2 separate regions of the Athene noctua genome follow, and region 2 is linked to region 1. The links are chromatin contacts, called in public Hi-C maps. All regions are on one chromosome and are shown on one strand. Each heading gives the region's core, a stretch centred on a gene start, on an enhancer-like site or on the middle of the called end of the contact. The rest is flanking DNA. Distances are from core to core; before and after follow the strand shown. Region 1 holds the start of ZFAND2A (zinc finger AN1-type containing 2A). Region 2 holds the start of COX19 (cytochrome c oxidase assembly factor COX19).

Evidence for each region. Hi-C and Micro-C count contacts between places; a contact is called where the count stands out from the background.
Region 2: a Hi-C map of heart shows a contact between it and region 1, with 2.3 times the contacts expected there. The contact joins the promoter of COX19 here to the promoter of ZFAND2A in region 1. A contact is called at or near these places in 2 of 2 Hi-C or Micro-C datasets (heart and liver).

What each region holds. Positions count from the first base shown.
Region 1 is chr15:9,299,785-9,306,780 of bAthNoc1.hap1.1, reverse strand. ZFAND2A (zinc finger AN1-type containing 2A) reads right to left here and starts at 3,683. Exons shown (of 6, transcript XM_074919308.1): 1 at 3,523-3,683; 2 at 2,839-2,933; 3 at 2,064-2,195; 4 at 1,708-1,859; 5 at 1,085-1,174; 6 at 521-665. The coding sequence starts at 3,577. The coding sequence ends at 656.
Region 2 is chr15:9,499,119-9,506,114 of bAthNoc1.hap1.1, reverse strand. It overlaps COX19 (cytochrome c oxidase assembly factor COX19), which reads right to left and starts at 3,625. Exons shown (of 4, transcript XM_074919659.1): 1 at 3,112-3,625; 2 at 2,856-2,967; 3 at 1,808-1,921. The coding sequence starts at 3,193. The coding sequence ends at 1,834.

The DNA of each region.
Region 1 (6,996 bases), core at 2,434-4,933:
AGACAGTGCTGTATTTTGTCCTCATTCTCATTACATAAGACACAAACAGTCAATGCTACTTTCACTGGCTTCCTTTTTCCCACAGATGCAAAAAAATAACAATGCAAAATTAGGTTTTTATCCAAGGGACAATAAATTATGAAGAATTATACTGTGCATGCCTCTGAATTACTTAGGGAGGACCTAGAAAAACTAGGTATGGCTTTATAAATCAAGTACTTCCAGTGACATTCAGAATCCAAGAGGCAGCTCATAAAAATTGTTTCACATTGATGTACACTGTTTGTCAAGCAGAAAGCTGCAGTACACCAGTCCATATCCAGAAGGATGGAGTCATATGACAGTAGTTTGTATTTCACACTTTCATCTTAGGAAACTCATAGTTCAGACTTAGCATGACCTAAGCAAAGTGTTTCATACTAAGTTTAGTCTTCCTCTAACACCACTCCCCAATTTCCCCCACCAATACTGTTTTCCATAGCATTAAAGCTCTTAATCCAAATATAGGAACAAACGAAGATGGCTTGGAAAGGGTGACAGTTTATTGAATGCATAAACAATATGATACAAAAATAAATTAATTGCATAGAAAATTTAGGAGCTATAAACAAGACTTTAAAGTAGACAGGTTTGATCCAGATGCGAAGAGCCTCTACTATCTGCATCTGAAAGACATAAGCATTGTAAGAGTTACACAGCTCAAACTTTCCATCAAGGAGACAGAACATGGCAGGGAAGGGCTTGGGCCATTTATTCAGATGCTTGCTGTGTTTTCCTCCTTCTGATTACACATTCTTCTAGAACTTGACCAAGCCTCACACTGAGCAGGTGGAAGACGAACCCGCTTGTTACAACAATTTGATGTTCTAATGTTTGTGTCTATATAGCTATTTTAATCACTACAGTACGGAGAAGTAAAGATTTACTTGTGCGGTCACAATCTCTCTACTGCATTCCCAACACCAATTAAAGGTCAACTACCAACTCTAGAACAGTTAGAGGTATGACAGGGACACTCCTACACTGTATTGACATAAGACTATTCTTAAACAGTGTTTGTCTTTTCTCCTTCTCCAGCTTATACCTGTTGTGCTGAAGACTCCCATTAGATGGCACTCCAATTGCTCCCGTTGACTTGAAGGCAGTTTGAGAGGCTCTCATCAGAGCTGCATATCTACAAAAGAAATACAACCGGGCTCAGCACTTCTTATGCACACTGCCAGTAGTTTCAGTCTTCCATCCAGTTTAATTATCTGCATTTGTCACACAAGTCTTACAGTCCTATTGCACAGAACAATGAAGGTACATCTCCCTGCAAGAGACATTTTTAATAAAGCTGAGTTTAAACTTAGCATGGCAGGGTACTGATTTTTCTTAGTTACTTCAATGTGCTGGGCAAAACTTCAGAATTCTAGTATTTAGATCCAGACCCCAATCAGTACTTGAGTGGGCCAGTTCCTAGTCTCAATTAGGAGACTGACACAGGTAAGCTTGGAAGAATTTTAGGGAAGCATTTGACAAGCTTTTATCTTGGCTCACAGACTTTCAGAAGTTAAGCCTGAAATACAAAGAAGAAGTAGTGACTGTGACTATTTTATTGATGTCACTAGTGGCTTACAGAATTCCCTATTGGTCTGAGCTCCCCACCAACCCGATACTAGCTCTGAAATTACAACTTGAGCTCAAAGTATCATAAATACAGCTTACCCTGCCTTGGAGGTGGAGTGACTGCTCGCTTTACAGTCATGATCCAGAGGATGCCGATGTTTTATGCAGAAGTTGCCACCACACTGTTCACAAACTACCTTCATCATCTCTTTCCTTCTGCAGCCTGGCTTTAAGCACTTGTTTGTGAAGATCTAAATAACAGAGGACATGAATTTGGCAATGCTGGCTTCCTTTCTGTGATCAGCTTCCCAAGTAAAGACCAAGCTGAAGCATAAATGCTCAAGCACCCTTAGAATCAAGACGAAACAGAGCAAGCTTCTGCACATCTGCTGTCAGAAAACCTAACTTCACAAGCATTAGGCAGACAGTTTAGACTTCAGCAGCAGTTTCCTTACCCTCTGCTTTTGCTGTGCTGGATTGTATTTGCAGCTCTTATCCATGTGGGCTCCAACCACAATATCTGGTATTTCCCCTTTCTGTATTGGGATGGGTGCATTACAGAGTGGACACACTGGAACCTGCACATTCTAAGAACATAAAACACAGATTAGAAGTCCAACTCAATTATTTTGCTGTCCTTCCCCTTCTCTTACCCATGGGTGATAGAAGTGTATTCACAAGTGGTTTACATTCTACTCATTTAGTAATGCTTTTAAAGATGTACTTCAAAGGCAACTGCAAATCATTATCCTAAAGTGTCAGACATGCTTTCCCAAATCAATTTGTAGCAACACATTTGGTAAGTTGACTTTAAATATGCTTCTAAGCTTTCTGAAATTACAGCCTTTGAACACCTCAAAGCCCAAGTATGGGCCAGAGATCAAAGTTTAGCTCCACATATTCTATTTATTTATTCTGTAGTTTCATATTTTCTGTCCTTTAGCTTAAAGGACCAGGGCTGCAAAAAGTTTTAGGCCACAATACATTGCTTAAAATATAAGGCACTCCTCTCTGGGAAGATGCTGTGTAAGTGAAACAAACTAGAATCTAATAGTACTGACCTCTGAAATTTTATGTTTCTGTATATTTGAAAATCAGCTCTATCATTAACTTATAACTTGTGGTTCTCACATCTGCTCCTATTAAAATCACATGTCAAGTTTCAGAGCAGCCTTTATACATGACTTGGCAATTTTGCAGTGTGAATCACTGACTTGCGTAAGAACTTACTTTCTTGTAGGCAGAGCTGCACTTGTGGTCATCATAACGGATGTGATCTTTACAGAATACTTCCCCACATGCATCACATTTCAGAGGAAGGAAGTCTGGGAGAAAAATTTAAAAAAGAAAACAGATTCTTATGGAGCAGAGCTAACAGCTGTAAGACTACTCATAAAAAACTACAAATAAATTCTAAAGCAAATATTTTTTGCCTAGTCACAATCCAGTTACATCTAGAGGAAGTATGTAATTCTCCACAAATGTTAAAACTAAAAAAAAAAAGTAAGAGTGATGTTTTCCCTCTTTTTATCCACAAACAGTTGTAAATACGTCAGAAGCTCCTTGAATACAGAACCTCTAGCGAGGCATTAGTCAAGAGCTAGGAGTTGAAGTACAAATCCAAAGCCCCGGCTCAAAAATCTTTTTATTCTTTAAAAACCATCCCTTAACAGTTTAACAACATACAAGAACAAAATACACCGGGCTCAACTGTCACCCCGCTACCAGACCTATTTAGGGGGATCACAGAAGCCGCACTGGTACCCGCTACTAACCACAGCACCCTCCTGCAGGGGCGGGGTGCAGGATTTGGGCCCCCCAGCACAGGACCTACCGCCCCTTACGAGTGCCAGCCGGCGGGGTGCTGGGGGAAGGTGCGAACTCGGGGTCCCGATCCCCCCCGCCCCGCCTTACCCAGCTGCCTGCAGGCGCGCTCCGAGCAGTGCCGGCCCAGCCCCGGGAGCTCCATGGCGGCCAAACAACGGGGCCTTCCCCACGGGGGCGCAGGGCGGCCGCCGCCGCCTTTATGCGCCTCCCGCTGACTCACCCGCGCGCACGTGCTGAGTCACGCTCCGGCCCGCCCCGGCCACCGCGGATGACGTCACGGCGGGACGAGCCAATAGTGACCCCCGCCCTCCGTCGCCGTCTGCTGCGTGTTCTCGGCGCTCGGCCAATCAGCGGCCGGGGGCGTGCTGAGTCATGCTGCGGGGGCGGGGCCGGGGCGGGGCCGAGCTAGGAGTGGGTCGGCGGGAAGGGAGAGGGGAGGGTGCGGAGGTGAGCTGAGGGTGGGGGCGCGGCGCGGCGCGGTGCGGTGCTGAAGACAGGGGCCTCTCCAGCTTCCCCAGGGGATGCAGCCGCAGGCCACAAGCAGTCCTGCAGCTGTGAGTACCGTGTTGTACGGGCGCTCCACGGGGCGGGAGTGCAGGGCTGTCCTGGCTGCGGGACACGTCTCAAATAAGGGCACGTGGGAGAGTGACCCAGAAAAACCCATGTCGGACTGGTTCACTCCAGAGGACACTACAGCATCTCAGCCCTTTGCCTTTTACATTTCATTTTTTCACCAGGGTTTAGGCTGTGGCACCATCCCTCTGGACTGTGATGCTTCACTCATGTTATTTCCAAACTTTATAATAAATCCAGAGAGCTCGGTGACAGAGGCTGTTCTCATCGCAGCAGGCTGATGCTCAGGGCCCCGCTGCAGGATTCAGCACGTGCTGACTGGTTTGGGTGGGCAAGCATCAGCTGCAGCTGTGGGTTTGCAGAAGTCAAATGGATAAAAAGTTTCCCTGCTGGTCTCTTTTTAAATGCTTATCTCACTTTAACAAGGCACCTCAAGATCAGGGTGTAGTTTAGAAATTTTGATCTTTGAGTGTGTGTAACAATATGGCTTCACACAGAGGAGGTGAGGACTATTGATTTAATGACATTTGTTACGGGATTGAGAAATGGACAAAATGTTGTTTTGCCTCTGGCCTCCCCAGAAAACACCTGACTTTCTCCTGTAGTACATGACTCAGATGCAGAGTGGAGCTATGAGATCGAAGAGGAGCTTTAGGAAGGCATGTAGTAACTGACTGCACAGGCTAATTTGTGCTGTCAAAGTCTGGGAATGGCATGTGCCACTCATCTGTCTTCCACGTCACCCTGCCACGCGGCATTCGCGTGACTCCTGCTGTGCGTGCCAGCTTACAGCCGGCCGCACCGATGTTACGGGCTTCCTGGCAGCACAGACCTGATGGGCTAAATGATATCATGTCATCAGCCAGATGTTCTTACCAGGCTATCCCACGCCTGGTAAGAACATCCTATTCCTGGATGGGTATTCCTGGACCCATAACATTACCCAAGGTCCTTCTTTAAAGCCCTTCTTTCAGAAAACAACTGCAATGACAGAGCACTAGCCTGCTGCAGGTCTTTGGTTTGCAAAGGGCTAACTCTGATTTTGTCTCCTGTGGCACTTGCTGCATGGGGTCTTCTCGGACAGCTGTGCCATGTCCATGCCAGGAGCACCCACAACCCCCCCCTGGGGGCACCCGGGGGGTGTGAGGTAGCCCCACCAGGAGATCCCAGTTCAGGTCTGGGAGCAGTGTGAAAGGCAGTGCTGTGCCGAGCGGACTGAGTCCTGTCCCTCTGCCCAGCATGGCTGTAGACACATAAACTTTGGAAACTGATGTGAGAAGAGACCTTCTGGGTCATTCAATTCAAGTCCCTATTAAATATATAACTACTACATGTAATCCCCTTCATAAACAAACCAAACCCGATGTTAAAAACTGTTTATTCCCATCAGAAGGCTGTCTCACAACCCCACTGCTCTCATGAAAAAAAGAGAGCTTCAAGTTTCTAGCATAAAATTTTTCCTGGCCATCTGCCTTCAAAGCAGTATTGTCCTTTGATTTACATAGTTTCTTTTCACTGTGTCTGTATAACCCGCAGCTGAAGGAAAGAAGCTTTGAATTGTGTAAGTTAGAGCCATCATTGTCTGGCTGCGTCCTAGAAGAGTGTTCTGCAGCAGTGGTGGATGTTTCCATCAGACATCACATTGTTCATCTGCTGATGGTCCCATCCCTGGGCAATGGCTGCCCTTCTCCTTGCCAGCAGAACCTACCTCTCAAGTCATATCTGATGCAAACCCTGGTGCTCTCAAGCCCAGGAAGTGCTTTAGCAGTCAGTACTCCTTTTAGCACAAAGACGTGTCTGGTACTTGAAAATACAGCCATGCAGCATTTTCCACCAGGTTCCTTTGGCCCATGACGTGTGATTGCAAGGATTTCCCTTGACTGAGCTGACCCAGCTACCTGATGTCTGCCAGGGCGGTGGGGGGCAGCCAGATCATGGCACACACCCCTACTTTTCTTGTTCTGATCTTGTTGGTTTTGACAGTTGGGAATGGGAGAGTGTTAAAAAGAAGGAGGAAACAGAAAAAAAAAATCCAAATATAAACAGTAATAGAAAGTTCAATTATACAAGATACTTGAAGACCTGTGCTTCATTATGCATCTATACATCAGCTCCATTGTACTATTTACACAACACTCAAGAATTCAGGAAGTGCAAAGAAAACCACATGCCCTACTGAGCTCACAGACTGATTTTTTTTTTCATATAAAGCACCTACCCAGCACCTAAGAGGAGTGGGACCCCAGTGATCTCCCCAGGAAGGCTTGCCAAAAAAACAGTGGGGCCAGCTAAGTGAAGAGGCTGGTGTCTTTGTTGGCTGGCTGATGCTGCGCTGGAGACTGGAGATCCGCTGCCAAAGGGATCATGTTTTATGGTGGGGAAGGGAGGAGTTTGCGTATGGATAACAACAGAAATGGCTCTGCGCAGATTAGATGCTCTTAAGGAAGACTGTAAATCCCAAGTCTAGAAACCCACATAGTACAGGCAGCCGTCTTAATAGAAACGAGGATTAGAAATTAGCTGAGGTCTTTAGTGATATTTTTAGAAGGTTGCTCCTGACAGGTTAGGCTGCTGAGAACCAGAGGCAAGTGCCGAACCCCATATTACCCGGGAAAGGATCACACAGTGCAGCGTGTGATTAGAGGCTGGCTAGCTTAGCGACAAGGGAGATAGGTGGGTTAGAACTGATTCGGGAGGAATTAGCAAAGGAAATTGCTTGAGAAGCAGAATTTGATTAGGGGCAGCCAACATGGATTTATGAAAGGAAAGCTATGTGTAACTAACTTGCTGGAGTCTGGGGGAGGTACCGTTCCTGGTAGCCTCCGGTGTGTTGGTTTTATATAACCTGATCTGCAAAGGGAAGGCCTGGCCATTGCTACCGGAGTGGTGACAGTGGCTGAGATGGATGGCGGTCACCTCCCTCCCCTGTCTCTGCACCATCTCTTTACCTCCTCTTTTCCCCTCCATCCCTTTTACTCCTTTTCTAGT
Region 2 (6,996 bases), core at 2,376-4,875, 200 kb before region 1:
ACCACTGATAGCAGCCCAGATTACTCCACCACCACTGGTGGGTTCTTTCATACCTACCAGGGACTCACTTCAACTTATAATTTTCAGGGAGCACAGAGGCATGAAATTTGATTTCTTTCTTCTGAAGATGCTGGAGATTATTTTAATAATTCTTACTTGGTATCACTGAAAGAAAGCTCTTGTTCAGTGGTTTAATATAAAGTCTTTTAATATCTGTTTCAGCAATAAAATCTCTGCTTTCTTCTCTATAAATGTACTAATCTCACCAAAGGATATAATTTAAACAGTAGAATGAAGTAGAATAAAAATATGCAGCAGCAAGCGAACATTCTTTTCAAACAGGAACCCACTCTGAACTATGTGCAGTCTGTTCAATCAGATTAGACCCGAACGACAATTTAAATACCAGCTCCAACCAGCAATATGAAGAGCAGAAAACGTTCGTTTACCCTTTCCTGGATCTCTGTGTGAACAGATGCACAGTGGAAAGAAGCAGAAGCAAAAGGAATAATAGCAGACAGCGGGAGAGGTGAGATGTATCAGAGGACGCCAAATAAAGGAGAAAGTGTCGGAGAACTGCAAACTGTGTGTGTGTATCACTATCTGCAGCCCCTGACCCTAAAGCTTGCTGTCCGAGAGCCAGATACACAGAAAAATGATTCACTGGGTTAAAAAAAGAAGAAAAAGCAGCAGGGAGGACAGGGCAGGAAATACAGTGGAAAATACATCCAGCAGATTTACAAACTTACTGCCTGCTTCAAACATATTCTTATGTGGCTAAATAGGCAAAATTAATTAATACTCAGTTCAAGCCAAAATAAGAAGACTCATTTGCATTAGTATATGCAAGAGAAATACCACTGGCTCTGATAATACATAGTTAAGTTACACAAACACCTATCAGGGAGCTTAAAAACATACTCAGCCCCAATGGCTCACCTCCTGTACAGCCCCCCACATTATCTTCGCAATGTACGGGCCACAGCTTCGTTTTCTGGAAAGAAATACTGTATTTCTGAGATAGCAAACTCTTGATCTACCCCGGCTTTTAACATAAAACATTTGTTTTTAAAAAACTGTCCAATCACATTTATATGTACATTTTACTGTTACTTAGAACACAAATACCTTTCCTGTCTCCATGCCAATTTCACCATAAAGATACAAAAAAACCATATGGCAGCTCTACTTGCAAAAATTAATATATTCATAATGATAGATTCCCAGTTAAATGATGAAATAAAGTTGGGTGAACACTGCTGGCATGATAAATAAAAGCAGAATCACTATCTGATTGGTGTCTGGAACTAAAAATACTTGCCCAACCCCAGTACCCAAGTGTTTCCTATAGCAGAGTGAGAAGATCATCCCAAAGATGGGGATTAATACCAGTATTTAATAAAAAGCAATATGCAAGTACCACAACAGCTTTATTTCCACCTGACAAGTAACTGCTGTAAGCATATTAGTAATGCCCACACAAAATTAATCTGTAGTTCAATATCTACACAATAAAGGGGGGATTGCCTTTCTAAAATAAGACTTCAGTATTCTTACAGAGACTATTTCAGGCAATAATTGTTTTCTCCAGGTTCTTATGGATCTTTAAAAGTAGGTTAGAGAAATTAAAAGGAAAAAAATATTTAAGGAAAGTAGACAAAAGCAGTACTTTTGCTCATTTAAAAAAAATAAATCTTATTTTAGGAAAATTAAACCTTGGAAAAAAGGTTTCTTCAAGAAACACTTCCTATTGCAATACGAACAGAACGTACAATATGTACTACATTAAGAGTTATGCTTTCCATACATGAGGAGCAAAGTTGTCTGTCTTCATTACAACTTTTCAGGTTTTGCTTCTGATTTCTCATCTATCAGGTCTTTAAATCCCAATTTTTCCAGTGGTTCGTTAGCCATAAGTTGCCTAAATTAAAAACAAAACAACAAAAACGTTTTGTATAGCACAGTCTATAACCAAGAGAATAGCAACACTTCCCATGTCATTTTGTATTATTTACTCTAAAGAAATCCGAGACATCCATACAGAGTGACTATCACTTGGCAAAGCCCCAGAAACTTCAGTTTTGGGAAAGCAATATTCAGGGATACTTTTTTCTTAACAGCAGTTTTCAAATTAAATGCATTGTTTCCTGATATGAAATATTGAATAACAGTTCCCTCAGAAATTGACCCGGCTCTTGGTTATCTTTAATTAACAGAGTGCGTAAGAGCTTCCTAAAATTCTACCCGTGCCATTTATCAAATTTTTAAGTGCGTTCGTAGTGCCACTATAGTTTGCTGTCATGATTTTCAAATGGTTTTTGATTTGCAGCCTTCCTCACCACCAGCCCATGCGGTGCATGCAAGCGTCCTTGTATTTACGCGCACTTAATAACGCCCTTTGTGCATTTCCCAATGAGCTCCCTGACTCGCCGCTGAACGGAAAGCATTACAAAGCAATGCAAGAATGGAAACATCCCTAGAAAACCAACCACCAACAGTTTTTTTCACTTAAACAGGGGAACAAGTTAAACTTTTAACTTGTAACCATAGCTAGGAAAAAAATAAAGCTTCACACTAACAAAGACGGTTGTGCACAGTGGAAGCTGGCCCAGTCTCGCAGTTATCCCGCCCTTCGGGCTGGATATCTACACGACATCAAAAACATAAGCCAAGTAAATCGCTAAAGCCACAAAGGGCACCTGCCCCTTGCACGGACACGAGCTTCGTGAAGGAACGCGTCCACTGCGGGTTCCCTTCCCCTCCCCGCCAAGGGACCCCCGCGGCTTCCCAGCCCCGGGGGCCGCTCAGCCCCCCGCCGCCGGGCCAGGCCGTGGGGGGCCCCGGGTACCACTCGCCTCTCCATGCGGCACTCCAGGTAGGCCATGGCGCGCTGCCGGCAGGCACCGCTCTCGTAGCCGCTGTCGCGGAGGCACTCCATGAACCGCTCCTTGAAGGCGCTGCACTCCCCTGAAAAGAGACAGCGAGGGCCGCGCTACCGCCGGGCTCAGGCGGCGGCCCCGGGGCCCCCTGGCCCGGCCCGCGGAGGGCTGAGGGACAGGAGGGGTAGGCCCGGCGCTAGGCCGCGGGGAGGCCAGGCCCGCGCTACCGCACCGAAGTGATCCAGCGGGAAGGCGCCCTTGTCCGGCGGCCGCGGTTTGAAGCTTTTGCTGCTGAAGTTCATGGCGGTGGACATGTCGCCGGCTGGGGAAGGGGGGACGCGGCCGGGGCGGGCCGCGGGTCCCTCCGGTCACGGAGCCGCCGCCGGGGGGAGCCGAACACCGAGCGCCGCCGCCTGCCGCGAGCGCCGAGCGCACCGAGCAGGACACGTGACCGCTGCTGCGCGGCGGAGGGGGCGGGACCACGCCGCTATGGCAACGGCTTGGGCGTTGCTACGGCAACCAGAGCGCCGCGCTCCTGCGAGACCCCTCGCCGGGAGACGCGGGGCGTCGCCACGGCAACGCAACAGGGCGGGCGGGGTGACGTCACTGCCGCAGGCCTCGGCCCCCGGCGCGGGTCACCATGGAGACGCCGCCGGTGGCCGCCATGTTGGCCGGGGCCGGCGGCCTGCGGCTGGCGGCCGGGTCGGACCCGCCTGAGCGGGAGGGTCGGGCCGGTGGCGTTCCCGCTGCGCTCCCGCTGCCCCCGCACCCCGAGCTCGATCGACCTCTGCGAAATAAACCGTCTTCTCATAAAACCAGTTGTTTTTTTTCCTGAGTTACCACTGGACTCTGAATGGGGAGGGTGGGAGCGATGGTCACGGGCAGGCTGCCTCCTGAGGGGCAGGGAAAAATGGTTTCTCCTCCCAGCGTTGGGAAAGGAAGGGAGAAGGGGCAAAACTCAAGAGTCTGGTGTAAGAAAATCTGTTTATACAGGATCCAGCCTAATCCAAGCATCTCCCATTGCTGCCCAGGAGCTGATGGTCAGGGCTGGGGTTGAGGCCGGGGTCCTCCTTGCCCTCCGCCTCAAAGAACAAGTTCCTCACCCGGCACTGCTGAACACTGAGGCACGACTCAAAAACCACATTTTTCAGGAGCCGGGTCTGGCTGGCGGTGCGATCCGGGAGCCCTGGGGATCAGCGCGCAGAGCTGAGGCACCCTCGGGAGGCGTTATCAACTTTCCTTAGAAACCCCTCAGGATTTCAGAAAAGCCATCCCTGTCCTGCTGCAGTGATGTGAACTCTGCCATCAGCCACCCATGGCGGCAGCGACGTGATTGCTTATCCCTCGTTAATTCTCAGTTTAACAGCCGTGCACCAACCTGATGGACAGCATCGAGTTATTTTGTGCTTCCTACAAGCGATGGGTGAGCATCCCATCAGGCCAGGAACGATGAGGCCAGTAAAACCAAGTGGTTGTTGGCAGGTGCTTGGGAAATAGCGAACTTCCAGGTCCTCAAGACAGATAACGAAGAAAAACACCCCTTTCCCCTTTGTCCACAGGTTTACAGCATACTCTCTGCAGAGCCTCAGATCTCATCCTGAAAGGAGGATGAGAAATGGGGTTAATTTAACCTACCTAAGTGCAAACTGTGGATTATGCTGTTAGAGTCTTTCTTCTTCTTTGCCCATAGCTGCAATTGGTTTAAGATGGTCTTTCATCTGTTTTAAGTTGATTTTCTTTTAATTAAATGACTGAGATAAGTAGTAAGAATGCAAGGCTGTTTAAAAAAAGCAACAGATGCAATTGTTAAGGACAGCCATTATGAAAATATTACCTGCTGCCCCATTTAAAGTGCATTTTGTTTATGCTTTGATTGCTTCCTTATTACAGTATTGAAATTGTAAATGGAAAATTACACCGTGTTCTATTACATAAGCAACTGGTTTACACAGCCTGAAATATAAGATTTTATTTCTTACTATGTTTTCAGCACTATGAACAATAGATGTTTTTTATTATACGGTAAATAGCGCTTTTCCACTTGACTTCGTTATAACACTTAACAGTAAAAGGGAGATACTTCTCTTTCATAAATACCTGCAGCAAACTGTCTCCCAGATCTCAGGGGACTGAGCAGCAGAGAAGCAGCTTTGGTTTATCTGACAAGCTTAACCAAAGTATCAAGGCACTTGATTTTATCAAACTGCCCAAATTATGTTCCTTAGTTTCTGGCACAGCAGCTGTCTTGCTGATTCCTCATGTGATGAAGGAAGAAATCAAAGGAAAAAGATATACAGGGATCCCACAGTGGAATTATTCCCAGACGGCGACAATCCTATGCAAAGGCTATATCAATATGCTGTATTACATTATATCCAAATATTTTGATTACCTATTAATTAACTCAGTGTCTGCCTTTGGAGTCTTAAATTTTGTAGTTACCCAAATTCAGGTCAGGTGTACTAGCAAGTGTTTGATTATGCTTGCTTAATGTTTTTATTGCATGTTAGTTGTATCTTCTAGAGTTTCCTTTAAAGGTACAGTTTGTCTTAGAATCTAATACATGTGCTTTAGCAGTTTAGTATGTGTTTTTCTCAAGGAGATCAAATGAAACCCCCATTAGATAATCAGTGTGAAGAAAAAAAACCCACCTCATTTTCAGATTAAGCCAACCAGTTCCAAAAGAATTCAATAGAAACAGTGCCACAAAGAGCAGTGCCACAAACAGAGAATTAAATGCTTTTCACATATTATCTTTCAAAGAAGTGAGAGACTTTCAGGGCACCAGGGAAATCTGAAATAGCTGTTTTAGTAAAAAAGGTGCCCATTGTAGAAGAAAAATCAGATAATTTGAAAAGCACCCAGTGTTTTACAGTATCTCTAGTCTGGAGTTCTGAGCCTTTTCCAAAAATTAGAAGGCTCAAATTAGAAGGCTCCCCAAACTAAAGAAAATCTTGGATCTTCCTCTTTCAAGTTACACAGCTTGATAGATTAAAAAAAAAATTGCTTTGCTTGCATCAGAGCTGTTAGTCATTAATTATGGACTAAGGAGTCCTTAATTATGGACTAAAGTAACATTTTTTAAATGCTTGCTCTTTTACAACATTCTCATATCACACTGAAAACTTCTTCCACAATCGGTGCTTATCTGTCAGTTGTACAAATGTACCTTCAAAAGGAGATTTTACACACTTAGCGTTACTTTTGGAAGCACTGAACTGAGTAATACATCAGGGCAGAACCTTTATTCCTTTTTATGGGCTGGGTAGAGTCCAGGACTTTCATTGTTTTCCCTTGGTCACCATGCTGCATCTTTTAAGAGCCTACAGATTCAAATTATCAGGTAGTTAATTTGAAAATAATTTATTGACAAGCTCTGAGAGGCTTTGAGTAAAGTACTAGGGGATTTTGTAGCTTGACTTGGGATAGCTGTAAGAAATTAATCAGTTGAACAAGACCAAGCACATTCAGACACTGGAATTTGTGCCCTTGAGACTGCTGTTCCCAGCCCAGGCACAGAACACACCTCAGAGAAACATCCTTCCAGGATCACTCATTCCTACGCCTCACCCTCGTGCGGCGAGCACGCCGCCAGCTCTTACATAAGGGCTCTTGCTACATCACTGCCACAGGGGCTGTTGTAAACCATTTTTCTCTCTTTTAATTCAGGTTCCTAGACAAGCAAAAATGCAGAATATTGCCAGAATAGTCTGGGGAATGGGGATTTCTGTTGTAGATGATTAATGGAATATTATTGTTTTGCACTTACAGGGAAATCATAGTTTCATGCCAGTAAGGTCAGGGCCTTAATATGTTATGTGCTCTACAAAGATGTACAGAACGATAGCTCGTTTTCTGTTATGACCGCGCCAAAGCCTCATCAGGTTAGAGGGGAACGTGGTAGAAATAGTAACACTGCACTGAAAGCCAAAGCAAACTTTTTTTCTTGCGTGCTAGTTGCAATTCTGGGATATCTAAATCTACATCTCTATCTGCACCAAGAAAGGGGGCCCAAAAGTAAGATGTTGGGACCCTGGCTCTGTAGATACCTACCAGCTAATCATCCTGTGTGATATGCCCCAAACTGCCCTTGGATTAATATAGTTTCTGCAATACT